Linked DNA regions of Mus musculus: region 1 is linked to region 2. A link is a contact called in public targeted proximity ligation data. All regions are on one chromosome and are shown on one strand. The core of a region is the stretch at or near the end of the contact, and the rest is flanking DNA. Distances in the headings are between cores, read along the strand shown.

What was found.
Region 1: a contact with region 2 is called in a targeted proximity ligation map of CD8 T cells, with 24 read pairs. A contact is called at or near these places in 21 of 39 promoter capture datasets (the 3T3-L1 cell line, 3T3-L1-derived adipocytes, the C10 cell line and 14 more), 16 of 484 Hi-C or Micro-C datasets (CD4 T cells, CD8 T cells, the STO cell line and 8 more), 12 of 130 datasets of targeted methods (CD8 T cells, the SCID.adh cell line, astrocytes and 5 more) and 2 of 9 other capture datasets (adipose tissue and liver).

The regions. Positions count from the first base shown.
Region 1 is chr19:11,481,170-11,484,431 of GRCm38.p6, forward strand. It overlaps BE692007 (a long non-coding RNA gene), which reads right to left and starts at 1,410. Exons shown (of 2, transcript XR_003952860.1): 1 at 1-1,410. It overlaps Ms4a6c (membrane-spanning 4-domains, subfamily A, member 6C), which reads left to right. Exons shown (of 7, transcript NM_028595.4): 7 at 37-1,028. The coding sequence ends at 43.
Region 2 is chr19:11,442,205-11,445,273 of GRCm38.p6, forward strand. It overlaps Ms4a4b (membrane-spanning 4-domains, subfamily A, member 4B), which reads left to right and starts at 1,354. Exons shown (of 7, transcript NM_021718.2): 1 at 1,354-1,456.

The sequences.
Region 1 (3,262 bases), core at 160-2,659, 39 kb after region 2:
TTTATAACCTGAAACCACATATTTTCTTTGTTCTAGAATGTGATTTTTTCTGTCTTATAACTCCAATAATGAAGCCAATGTGGAATCAAAGGCACTTTGTAACTGTGCATATGAGGAACGATTGGTTTTTTTTAAGAAAAACAAAACAAGACAAAACAAAACAAAAAAAACAAAAAAACAAAATACCCGAAACAAGTGGGAACTATACAGCAGAGGATATGTCTTCATGATAATGCAGAAAATCCAACCATCACAGGGTAGCAATGCTTGCTACTTAAAATGTAGACTGTTCATACAGTGGGCACCAGTATAAGTTGAATGTGTGTATTACTGGCACCCTACTGATTTTCATGACCTTGGCTTCAGCCAAAGCCCAGACCTACAAATGGTGGCCTTTCTTAGAAAACCAAACAGACATTATGAACTAACCAGTACCCCAGAGCTCTTGACTCTAGCTGCATATGTATCAAAAGATGACCTAGTCGGCCATCACTGGAAAGAGAGGCCCATTGGTCAGGCAAACTTTATATGCCCCAGTACAGGGGAACACCAGGGCCAAAAAATGGGAGTGGGTGGGTAGGAGAGTGGGGGGGGGGGGACTTTTGGGATAGCATTGGAAATGTAATTGAAGAAAATACGTAATAAAAAAAAAGAAAGAAAGAAAACCAAACAGAATGTTTCAGGCCATTGTAGTGGAGCAAAGGGACAACATTTTCTTGCCCCCTGCAATTAACAGCAACAGTTAACCATTAGCAGTCTTTGTATTCAGAATCTCTGCTATGACGTGGGTCTTCTCTCATATCAATTTTATTGACTAGTGCATAGAAACTAGTGGCATGCAATGAAGTCTCAAGAGTATTCATGCTGTTGGTTCAAAATAAAGTCTTTTTTGATTGTATGTTCTATATGTAAGGGCTTTTGTTGTTATTTTGTTTTTATGCACAGATCAAGTCCCCTGTGATATGTAAACACATTTGTTTGATATTCTTTTGTTCTCTATCAACCAATAAAAGCATGGGAAAGACAAATAGGAATATATCTCTGTCAGTGTGTGTGTGTGTATGTGTGTGTGTGTGTGTGTGTGTGTATTAAACTGGATCTGAATAAACACTCAAAGTTTAGCAATGCATTTTGGAGGTACCAGATAACATTTATTTCTAGGATTGCCACAAACAAATAAGAGGCATTTCTTCACTTCTTATAAGAGGCTAGAGAGATGTCTCATCAGTTAAGAGCACTTACTGGTTTTGGTCCTGTAAGGACATGAGTTTTATTACCAGCATCTGCGTGGCAGCTCACAAACATCTAAAACTCCAGTTCCAGGTGATCTGACATCCTTTTTTGGACTCGGTGAGCAGTAGACACACATATAGAACACACACAGACATACATCCTTGTAAAATACCCATAAAACATAAAATATGTTTAAAATGAAATTAATAGTAAAATATGGAATGTGGGGAATGACAATACATTTAGGATCATATTCTATAAGCTATGAAGGTCTATTTGAGCCCCAAATAAAATATATTTGTCCTCCTCCTCCTCCTCTTCCTCTTCCTCCTCCTCCTTTTGCCTAAAGGCAATTGTATAAGAGGAGAGTCTTTCCTTGAGACATGTCCCCAGTCCTTACCTACTACTGATCATGTAACTACTCCTCCTTCAGGGAAGGAAGGCCTACCATCTAGAACTCTCAGTTGATGTTTTCATTACTACATCCACATTCTACCTCAGCCATCACTGTTGTCATCAAAATTTCCGAACCTTTTATGAAACAAGAAGACATCCGTATCAACTCTACAGGGACTATAAGCACTTAAAGTCAAATAGAGAACCAGTTTATACAATTAAAAGAAATGAAAACAAACAGTAGAAAGATATAAATTGGGGAAAGCTACCCAAGAATAATTACCATAAAAGAATCTAAAATATGAATGGTTATATAACAAGTGAAGGAATGGAAGCAATAGTCAAAAACCTCGCCAGCAAGTGAACCTCAGGCTCAGGGTGCTTCAACAGTCAACTCATTTCAGTATTTAAAGAAAACTATACCAATCATTTGCAAATGAATGTTAAAAAGAAAGAAGGATAGGACACTCCAATCTTATTCCATGAATTTAGTGTCCTGATACAGAAACATTACATGATTAGAGCTATGGAAAATTCACTTCTAGTGCATTTTACACCTATCTATTCTGTTGGCATGTCTTTTTTCAGTGTCGGTCACAGCCTGGGCAAAAGACTTGCAATATACAATCTCTTTTCTGCCTCCTCTTAGCCAACTTCATTCTGGCATTGGAGCACTCCTGTGGTATAAGTAGGCTTTGACCATCACAGTCTATATATTTTTAGCTAGTAATTTTTTAGCACTTTTACTAATTTCATGTTAGTGTTGGGTTCAACTATTCTCATTTATAAATATTGTCATATTTAAGCCCAGCTATTAATTTTTTATGTAAATAAAAATGTAAACATATTTCTTCAAGTTTTGTTCTATGCTTTTTCTGTAATATTAAATATCATTCTGATGTGATATTGTTCATGTTTGTGTTCTGACTTATGTACTTAAAAGCTTAGACATTATTGAATGCCTGTATATCTATGTAGCTATGAACTATATACTCACTATCTGGGAGTTCCTTTCAGAACTATATGACTTCCACTTAGGTACTAAAATTAATGTAATACTAATCATCTTTATAAAAGACTCTAAAATATCTCTAAACAATTAAAAACAAAAGAACAATAGCTTCTCTTTTTTGAAATTTTCATAGAAATGTATAGAGTTTTTTTTTCTTTTATTGCTGGAGCAGAGAAGAGAAGATCGTTAACTGAAGTGTTTGACTACATTTGTGTGTGTGTGTTTCTGAGAACAAATAAGATCACATGTGATTTCCGTCTGTTTTAACTAAAGGCATGTTTTAGATCTCCTTATTGCATATTTCCTTTGTCTTTCTAAGAAATCAGCTCAAATAAATCATGAATGAGTATATGCAGACCTCCGCAGTGTGAACTGTGTTAGTGATGCTAAAGCAATGCTCCTGAGCCTTAAAGAATGGGTAACTTTTTTCTCAGATTAATAAAACAAAAAGGAAGCAAGCAAAAACCGAATTGCAAACTCATGACAAGTCTTTAGATATGGAATTTTCCACTCCTTACTTTCCTTTAGTTTTATTTACACTGAACTTCTCATAACCCAGGCATGCTCACACTCTCCACACTGGGCTCCTTCTCAGAGCAATGCAAAGAACTAGGAATAGGA
Region 2 (3,069 bases), core at 104-2,603:
TTTATTATATTGAGGTGTCTTCCCTCTAGCCTTACATACTGTAGGAATTTTATCGTGAAGGCCTGTTGTTTTCTCAAAGGGCCTTTTCACATCTCTTGATATGATCGTGTAATTTTCTTAAGTTCATTTACACGATTTACTATATTAACCAACTTGTGAATATTGAGCCATTCCATGTTTCATGGATATAGCCAATGTTGTCATGGTAGATAATCTTTATTATGTATGTTTGTATTCTTTTTGTCAGTATTCTATTGAGTATTTTTAGATCTATGTTCATCAGGAAAATGACATGTAGTTTTCATGTGTGTGCGCACGCGCGCGCGCATGTGTGTGTGTGTATTTCTTTACCTGGTTTTGGGATTAGAGTGACACTGGTTTCATAGAGGGGGGTGGGAGTGCTCTTTTGTTTTGGCAAAGAGCAGCTTTGGCATCTACGGTAAACTGGAGTGGGTCATAGAGTAGGCAATTGGTCATTCAGCAGATTTTTATTGGAGGGAACACAGCTTGATTCTCTGGGGCTGGTGGAGGACTCCCTGGGGCTGGAAGAAAGACTCTGGGTCCAGTGAAACTTTCTGGAGCCAGCAAGAAAAAGGTGGGAAAGAATCAAACACACACACACACACTTGGTGGATGAAGCAAGCCTCAACAAGCTCCAACAACTTCACCCATTACATACATACATACATACATACATACATACATGCACATATACATTTGTTGGATCGAGCAAAGCTACAACAAATTTCACATATACACATATATACATATAGACATACATATACACATATACACATTTGTTGCATGTAGCAAAGCTCCAACAAGTTTATTTTTTTCCTACATCTTATATAGCCCAGTAAAATCTTTCAAGCCCTATAAAAATTACAATATGGTTACATTCCTTTTTTCATACAGTAAACAATTACAGTGAATATGTGTAGAAAAAAACCATTTTCCTAATACTCTCACTTGATCAAATGTTCTACATATTAGGGGTGAAAAACAAATTATGCCCTAGAGCCCATATTCATTTGTATTTAAGTAACTTCTTATAGATTAACAGAGTATACATAGACACGATAATTTTCTCAGCCAGTTTTTCTTACTAGCAGGTTGCAATGTGCACTTAAAGGAAAGAATCAACTATTTTGTTACTTATATTAAAAAGTAATCTTATGAAATTTTTTAAAAAGAATCAGAAGTCTAAATTCTATATAAAAAAACAAAAATTTCTACCTTGAATTTTCAGAGTACACATCCACCCATATATGATGGCTGAGATGGGTGGGGAGGAAATGTCAGAGGCAAAGGTTTCTGCCTCTTAGTCAGTGGGGGGAAGTCCTGACACAATCAAACAGTCTGCTATCTACAAAGGTGAATCAGAGTCCTGTGAGAACACACAAGCAAAGCTTCTCCTGGAATAAATCAGCTGACATCTGATCCTTTCCATTGTCTGGTTAGTACATCTTTATTATTTTATTAGAAGTTGAGGAGTAAATTTTACTTAAAACAAGGTTTTTTTTTAAAGAAAAGATTTATGTTTTATTCTGTAATATTTTATGATTAAAATAATATATAAAGCATGGTTTAAAATATGATAAGGAGATGAATATTTGCAATCTTTATTTTGTAACTTAAATATTTGAGTGTTTAAAGTTTGACATGTTCGCTCTACAATAGCCTGTCCTTAGTGATTGTAGGGAATGACAATGGAGTGTGAGATATTGAAATCCAAACACCATTTTTTTTAAAAGCCTTGTACGTAGAAACATAAGAATTGTCTATTTTTTCTAAACTATTGGCATTCCTAAGATTGTAAAACAAATGTCATACCTGATCGTTGAAAGCTTCTCCAGATCTAACAGAAGCACAAATAACATGAGAATAATTATAAATCACAGGGGCACAGGCTCCGAGGATAAACTCCCATGGGGAACACGCATGGGTGTGTGACACACTGAGCATTTCCACAGGATCTCATAAGCAGCGTTGAGGGGAAAATGGCCCTTTGAGGGAAGGTGAAAGTGAGTGCTTAGGGCACTTGGTAGATGAAGCAAGTTTCAACTAGCTCCAACAACTTCACATATTGCATAATACAAACATACATATATACTTACATACATTTATACATACATTTATATATACATTCATATGTGCATACATACATACGTATATACTTACATTTATACATACATTATACATTCATATGTGCATACATACATACATGCATATATATACATACATACATACATATAGAGATAGAGATAGAGATAGAGATAGAGATAGAGATAGATAGATAGATAGATAGATAGATAGATAGATAGATAGATATAGATATATATGTGTATATATACATATATGCACATATAGATATTGGGAAAATGTCTGAACAATTCCATGCTTCCCATCAAATGATATCAAGATTCAGGGTCATTGCTGGATGATGTTTCAACGACTGGGACTCAAATTGACTGTATGCCATGATAGCACAAGAACCTAAATTATAATTGCATCTACCTCTCCATGGGCCTGTATGAGCTCTGATAGGCATACTGGTGTTTCATGTTTTAACCAATGTCAGAGTTATAACAACACTCTTCCCCCCAACACCGGGGCCTCTGACATCCTCCATAGCCTCATGCTATGTGTGTGGTCTGAAGGAGGAACAGTCTAAATTCCAGGTGAGAATATCTTGATTGGTTCTAGATGGCAGACCCTGTTCTCTGGATCTTCAGATGCTCTGGGAACCTGTACTCTGGAAGCCAGCACTGCAGTGGCTGCTTGTGTGTGTTGCTGGATCTCAAACCAAGAAGGATCTCTTATCTAGTGTCAGCAGTGTAGAGAAAACCAAGAAGAATAGAATCACAAAGCACTATTGAGTACCCAGTTATCAATGTTGCCACTGCTCCTATGGGTGCTTCCTACAGTGGACTTCTAAGACAGCGTCACTTACTGCTAACACTACCATGGCTGAAGAAGCTACACAGATCCTGCAGTTCTGCATTATCTAGAACCAAAGTCACTGCATTGTACCCAACCCACATTCCTGCCCCTGAAGGCCTTTCACAA